2 separate regions of the Mus musculus genome follow, and region 2 is linked to region 1. A link is a contact called in public promoter capture Hi-C data. All regions are on one chromosome and are shown on one strand. The core of a region is the stretch at or near the end of the contact, and the rest is flanking DNA. Distances in the headings are between cores, read along the strand shown. Region 1 holds the start of Pdp1 (pyruvate dehyrogenase phosphatase catalytic subunit 1). Region 2 overlaps Runx1t1 (RUNX1 translocation partner 1).

Region 1 (3,140 bases), core at 181-2,680:
CTAAGTAGAAATGGCTAATCTTGATTGTTGTTAGGAGAGGATAAATGTATCTCTTCTCCAAGAGGGGAAGGCAGGGGACTGATGGGGATCTTGGCTTGTTTGTTCTTGGTTGGGGAAAGGTACCTATATTTTCCCCCTCACCAATCATCTCTGCCCGTAAGCCTCTTCTGGGGATGAGCAAATTCTCCAGTTTAGAAATAGAGGCAGCTTGAAAGATTTGGGGAATTATGAATTGCAGGTTTGGTTATATAAGGTTTTTCCTTTATTACATAAAAATTTAAATACTTCAGGATTAATAAAATTTCACAGTAAACTTGGGAGTTCATCTATCTAGTCCAAATTACTTTGTAAACTTTATTAGTTAATAAGGTGTAGAATAAATCAACGTAAACTCATTAACACTGGGCAGAAGCATAGCTTCTCCCAAGAAAGTTTCATGTCATGAAGATGGCATCTATGTGGATGTAGGTAAGTGAAGAAGGCACTGTCCCATAAAGAGACAACCGCAGATGGCAGCAAGAACCCTTAGTGTGTTGTTTAGCACATCTTAAGCCTAACCTCACCCCACAGATAGGCAAACTGAGTCTCATGGGAGGAAGATGGATTTTTGTCACTGGGAATAACTTGAAAGGCTCTTCTGACTCCAAGTTCAGTGCTCTTCCCACTTTCACTGGCTGCATTTTAAAATTCATAACTCTGAATGAGTCAGGGACCAAGGAGGGAATGCTGATTTCAAAGTCCTTCCAAGAACAAGAGCACTCGTGTTATTCTTATCTACAAAGATAAGAATTCCTTCATCAAACTTCCTTTTGCTTTTGTTTACAGCTTCCTAGCCCGGAGACATAAAAATAATTGACTATCAATCCGACCTAATAACCCTAAAATCAGCAACTTGATCTTGAATGAATGAAGCGAGACACCGCCGAGACGCTCTGCCACGCCTCAATTGTGTTGTTCCCGCGGTCTACCTGGGGCAGCCCAGTGCAGAGGAGGCTTGGCTCTCAGGCCAGCCCAGAGCAGCACGCGGGGCCCAGCAGAAGTGCCAGGCATTCGCGAAAGCCCGCCCGCCAGGAAGCAACTGGCTACCAAAGCGCCACGCGCTCAGGGATGCTGGATCCCGCCCAGGCGCTTCCCCATCTGGGAGTCCAAACGCAACCCAACCAAGGCTGTCCACCTCGCGGCACGCGCAAACCCACCTTCACCAGCAACAGGGCGTGGTCACGGGGCGCGCGCACGCGTGGAACCAATAGGCTAGCCGCGCCAAATGGAAGGGATTGTCTGACCTCCGTGACGTCACAAAACTGGCGGGGAGCGCGCCCTCTTCCGCCCCCCGCCCCTCTGGCCCTCCGGGTCCCGCCCACCCGCCATTGCGCAGCCAATCAGAAGGCGAAGAGCTCAAGAGCGCCTGTGGGGGCGGGGCAGGGTGGAGGCCGGGCGAGGCAGGGGCGCGGAGTGGGCTGGCCTGGGCCGAGCTGCAGCGCGCCGGGGTGCTGCGTGGTGCTGAGTGAGGGAAGGACGCGCACGGAGGGGTGCGGCCGCCACCCGGGGCAGACCGCAGCGGGTGCTCGACTGTGCCCGGTTGGTATCCTCGTCCACCGCTGCCGAGTCGTGAGGGGGCGTCAGGGCGGTGAAGTGGAGGGCGCGCGTGGGGAGCGGCCGCGGGTGGAGGGCCGGGTGCGCGCGGAGCCTCGGTCGCGAGGAGCTGCCGCGGGTCCCGGGCGGCACCCGGCTGTCAGCGCGCGGGGCGCCCGCTGTGGCCCGGGCGTGTCTGCCTCGGCTCCCCGCTGACACGCTTGGCCCCGCGTGGCGGAGCCGGCTGCCCACGGCGGGCTGTGCCTGGAGCTCTGCGGAAGCGGGCGCGGCGTGGGGCCGGGCGGGCCTGAAGATGCTGAGTGCTTGTGGGCTCGGTGCGCTGGCTGCATGGAGCGGCGGCGGTGCGCCTGTCCGGGCTCCTGGAGTTGCCCGCCGGGGGCTGTGATGCCGCCTCGCCTGCCGGGTGGGTTTGTTTGGTTTCTTCTTCTCCCCTCCCCTTTCTCCCCCCTCCATTCTCTCCTCCCCTCCCAGCCCATTCACTGGGCTGCTGCGAGACCTCGCCCCTCCTCCGCTCCCGCCTCCCCGCCGCCGCCTCCTCTAATGAGCATCTCTGCTTTGCTTTCAATGGGCCGCTGCTGCTGTCGCTGCTGCTGTCCGCGCGGGTTGTGGATGTTGTCGGCTCCGTGTTGTGATGACAGGAGAATGTGTGTGTGTCCCGGGCCCAGACGAATTGGTAGGTATTCACATAACTACCTGTGTTGGGTACCCAGGGAAGGATGGTGACTGATTTTGTGTATGAATGGATGGCTCTAGGGGTCCTCATGGAATTAAAGGGTGAGATAAGGAAAAGGAGACAAAGGCGCTCTGGACCAGATTTTATTTTTATTTTTATTTTTTGATAGCTTAAGTGTGATATTCTGGGACACACGAAACTGACCAAACAAGTGCTGGTTTGGTTCTTTGTGTTTTAAGGATAATGGCTTTTCTTCATTCTTGTAGACACTGAACTTGAGCTGTGAAATGGCTAGGCGTTTCCAGAAAATGCTGAAAAATTACAAATCTTAATGCAGGGCGTTTAATGCAATCAGATTACATAAACGGAGGTTCTGATACGTGTAATGAAAAGTGTAGTATTTATTTTCATTTGCGTTAGAATCTTTGCAAGACCGAGAAGCTCCAGAGTAGGCGCACCAGTAGCATTTTTCTAATCGATTTGGTCCATGGGTTTATTGATTAAGTGGAATAAAATCTTGACACAGGCTTTGCCCAGCACACCACAAAGAATGGATGGGGCTCTTTCTGTTTCTGGTTCCGGCGCGCGCACCTTTTTATTACTCATTGGCAACATCAGCCAAATCTGCCCAAGACTGATACGTACAATGTTGCCAAGTGTGGGCCATGATGGTGTATGAACTTTAAAAAATAAATAAATAAAAAGAAAGTGAGATTGCTCAAGTTAACCAACAGCTACTTTGAAATTCTTATTGCCTAATCAGGAGGCTTCTATTTTGTTAATTTAGCAAGTTTATCAGCACAGAGTGTTGTTTTTTTTTTTGTTGAATTACAGGGTGTTTAGAAGGATATTAAGAATTTTCATCTTCCTTATA
Region 2 (3,140 bases), core at 414-2,913, 1.8 Mb before region 1:
TGCCAGCCTGATTATAGAGCAACCCACCCCTTCCAAAAAAAAAAAATCATTTCTCCAAAAAGTTAATTTTATTCAATTTTAAAATTATTTTAAGCAAACTGACATCCATTTTCTAAGATTAGCTGAGATATCCTCAAGTGTCCCCAAACTAACTTGGTGGAATCTCCTCGAAAAATGAGCGAGTCAAGCATACTTATGCCCTCCTGTGATCCCAGTGTTAGCATGGTGGAGGCAGGAGAGATCAGGAGGTCAAGGCCAGCTCCTGTTACATTGTGAGGAACAGAGGATAGCCTGGGCTACATGAGACCTTGCTACAAATAAAAAGCCACAATACCCCTTTTAAAATGAACAGCATAAGATGAACACCATAAGATGAACATCATAATATTTAACATAACATTCATTTAACATAACATGACATTCAGGACTGATGAGATGGCTCAGTGATTAAGAGTGCTGACTGTTCTTCCAGAGGTCCTGAGCTCAATTCCCAGCAACCACATGGTGGCTCATAACCATCTTTAAGAAGCTATGATGCCTTCTTCTGGTCTGTGGATATATGCAGCAGAACAATGATAAATTAAATAAATAAATAAAATTTAAAAAGGCAAACATAACATTTTAAATAAAAAGTACTATAATGATTTCATAGCTTTGTAGTAACAAACATATTGTATTATACTAAAGATGTTACATATGAAATTTTTTTAGTTATGTTTCCTTTGAAGTTTAAAAAGTCCTTATTAAAACAGTAATATTTAAATAATTATAATCATAAAAACCTTAAGTTGAACTTCAAATTTCTGAATTTTTCATCATTTTATTACATTCATTCTTAGATTAAAATTGTCAGATAGTGCTTGTTTACCTTATATAATTGTCAAGCTTTATGTAAGTGTAATCAAGAATAGACTACGTGATGGGTAAGGGGAATCATGGATGGATGAGTGGATGTATGGATGTGTGGGTGGATGTGTGGGTGGGCGGATGTGTGGGTGGGTGAGTGGGTTTATTCTCTTATAAGAAACTGGTAGAGATACAGGCAATACAGGACATGGCAGAGCAAAAGCCAAGTCTAGTCTCGGCTGTTGATAAAAGACCTTGATTGGCAGCTGTCATTCTCCACATTTTATGAGTGTGAAGACAAATGCGATTCCTGCAAATTCTCAGGAAAGGTGGCAATGGGGAGTCCACTGGAGACTAGGTTACAGAATCGATAGGGAAGCATGGCTCACAGGACCAAGAAGATGTTGAGTTGTCAGTGTTTCTGTCAGGTTTCTCAAGATGTGAAAACGTAAGCAGTGTGGAAGTTGTGAACAAAGTAAATCAAAACCCACTGTCCCTCATATATTCACCGAGAAAGTTCCTGAAGTTAGCTGGGAGATGCATTATCAACATCCCCTCGCCTCCTCTGCTTCACCAACCGCTCATGAAGCACTGTAGGTAAGGCCACCGAATACTCAAGAGGATCAGACCAAGGAAGCAGGGACAGAGAGACCAAATAAGCAGCAAGCAGATCTGGAAATGACCCCCAATTGTCTGAGCACAAAGTCTAGGCTTTCGGGGAGTGGATGGTTGTGATTTCAGGAGGTAGAGAGACTTGCCTGGAATTAATGATGCAGCCCAGAATCTGCTCAAATTCAGAAGAATCCTTTTGTGGTTGCTCTCCTAGGGTGGGGATTTCCCAGGTATGCATACGCATCACAATACCAGGCAAGGCCACCTTCTTTTCTGCTGCAATCAGCCCCCACCCCCCACCCCCTCACTGCAAGCCCGTGTTGTGCAAGCAAGGAGACTCGGGAGTCAATGGATTCTACCATGAGCATGCCATATATAACTTAACAGAAGAAGCAGTGAAAGGTAGTCCTAGTGGGGTGGCTAGAAAAGATGGAGACTCCTAAGTATGATAGATACAGGTAAAATTCTGATACCTAAAAGAAGAATAAATGCTGCATTGAAAATATCAGAAATAACAGCTTACACGTAGTGGAAAGAATATAAAAAAATCAATTCCAAAATAAACTTCCAAGCACTGATACAAATTTAACATTTCCATGAATATAGTCTCCATTTTCTCAAAGTCATTTACTCATATGAAGAGATTTGTAATTTAATTTTTCTGCTTTAAATTACATGTCAGGTCGCAATCTCACACCCAAGTTACTGTCTACAGCATGGCTACTATATCCTTTAAAAAAAAAATCAAATTCAACCTATGGATGAGACCATTATAGGAAAACCAATTCTCCCTGCTAACTTTTCCTCTTTCTACTGAAATCAACTGTGCTGCCGCTACCCAAGCTCAAGATGTATGTAGCATCTGGACTTTGTTCAAAGCTTTTTTCTTCCAAGTAACAACTAACTACTCTGTGAATCTCCAACTCAGTCTTCAGTCCCTTCATGCTTTAAACATCTTCCTGCACAGATCTGAGCTTGAAATTCCCCTCTTGAAATTTGTTCTCAGTCTGCAGAAACAATCCCCATTTAGCTTTATAGACTCCTGGAGGCTCTAAGTAACTTAGGGATAGGCCATGCCTTCCTGTCTTTACATTCCTGGGGTCCTCAGCAAAGCCTTTTCCTAGGCTCAAGAAAACTCAGTGGGTTTCACATTAAATTTAATCCTTGGTCAGGCTAGCAAGCTAGAGGACGGCCAGCTGTAGCCCATTCTTAGCTCAGAAAGCGCATGCCAAAACACCAAAATATAAACATAAAAAAGAAACTGAAATAAGAAGAGTTTCAATCATAGTGTGCAATCTCTGAAACTCATTTACACTTAGAGACAATCCTTACGTAGTTATAACTCAGTTATTACGAGATAGGATGACATGGTGGCCAAAGGCATAAATGGGATGAAGGAAATTATGCAGATAATTAAACTAAGCGTGCCTGAGTTAAATGGAACACTGACACCATGGCCTTTGTTCTTTCAGAATCACAGCTATTTCATCCTTAGAAGCCCATATGCCCACTTACATATCGCTTCAGATTTTCCCTGCCTTGCAAGGGAAAAGAAGTATGCTTGTATCTCATATATGACTCATATATGACATTATGATGGGTACAAGGGTAAAATATCAGTGTAAGCCCCTTCATAGTTACAGGGAACTACTTTGGCAGTCCTCAGTATGCAGGCTTCTCAC

What was found. Promoter capture Hi-C pulls out the DNA fragments that hold promoters and counts their contacts.
Region 2: a promoter capture Hi-C map of stem cell-derived epiblast-like cells shows a contact between it and region 1, with 6 times the contacts expected there. The contact joins the enhancer-like site here to the promoter of Pdp1 in region 1. A contact is called at or near these places in 6 of 39 promoter capture datasets (the 3T3-L1 cell line, 3T3-L1-derived adipocytes, the HPC-7 cell line and 3 more) and 2 of 115 datasets of contacts at active chromatin or transcription factors (astrocytes and embryonic stem cells).

What each region holds. Positions count from the first base shown.
Region 1 is chr4:11,964,740-11,967,879 of GRCm38.p6, reverse strand. Pdp1 (pyruvate dehyrogenase phosphatase catalytic subunit 1) reads left to right here and starts at 1,430. Exons shown (of 3, transcript NM_001098230.1): 1 at 1,430-1,578; 2 at 2,232-2,266. The coding sequence starts at 2,236. 1700123M08Rik (RIKEN cDNA 1700123M08 gene) reads right to left here and starts at 1,306. Exons shown (of 5, transcript NR_040577.1): 1 at 1,197-1,306.
Region 2 is chr4:13,802,539-13,805,678 of GRCm38.p6, reverse strand. All of the region lies in intron 1 of Runx1t1 (RUNX1 translocation partner 1), which reads right to left. Among named protein-coding and RNA genes, the nearest start is that of Runx1t1, 19 kb to the right of the region's middle. Within about 2 kb of position 1,663, at least 10 of the 459 cell types and tissues checked have an H3K27ac peak or open chromatin away from gene starts, as enhancers often do. A contact at or near this core is called in embryonic stem cells and stem cell-derived epiblast-like cells, where this site is marked.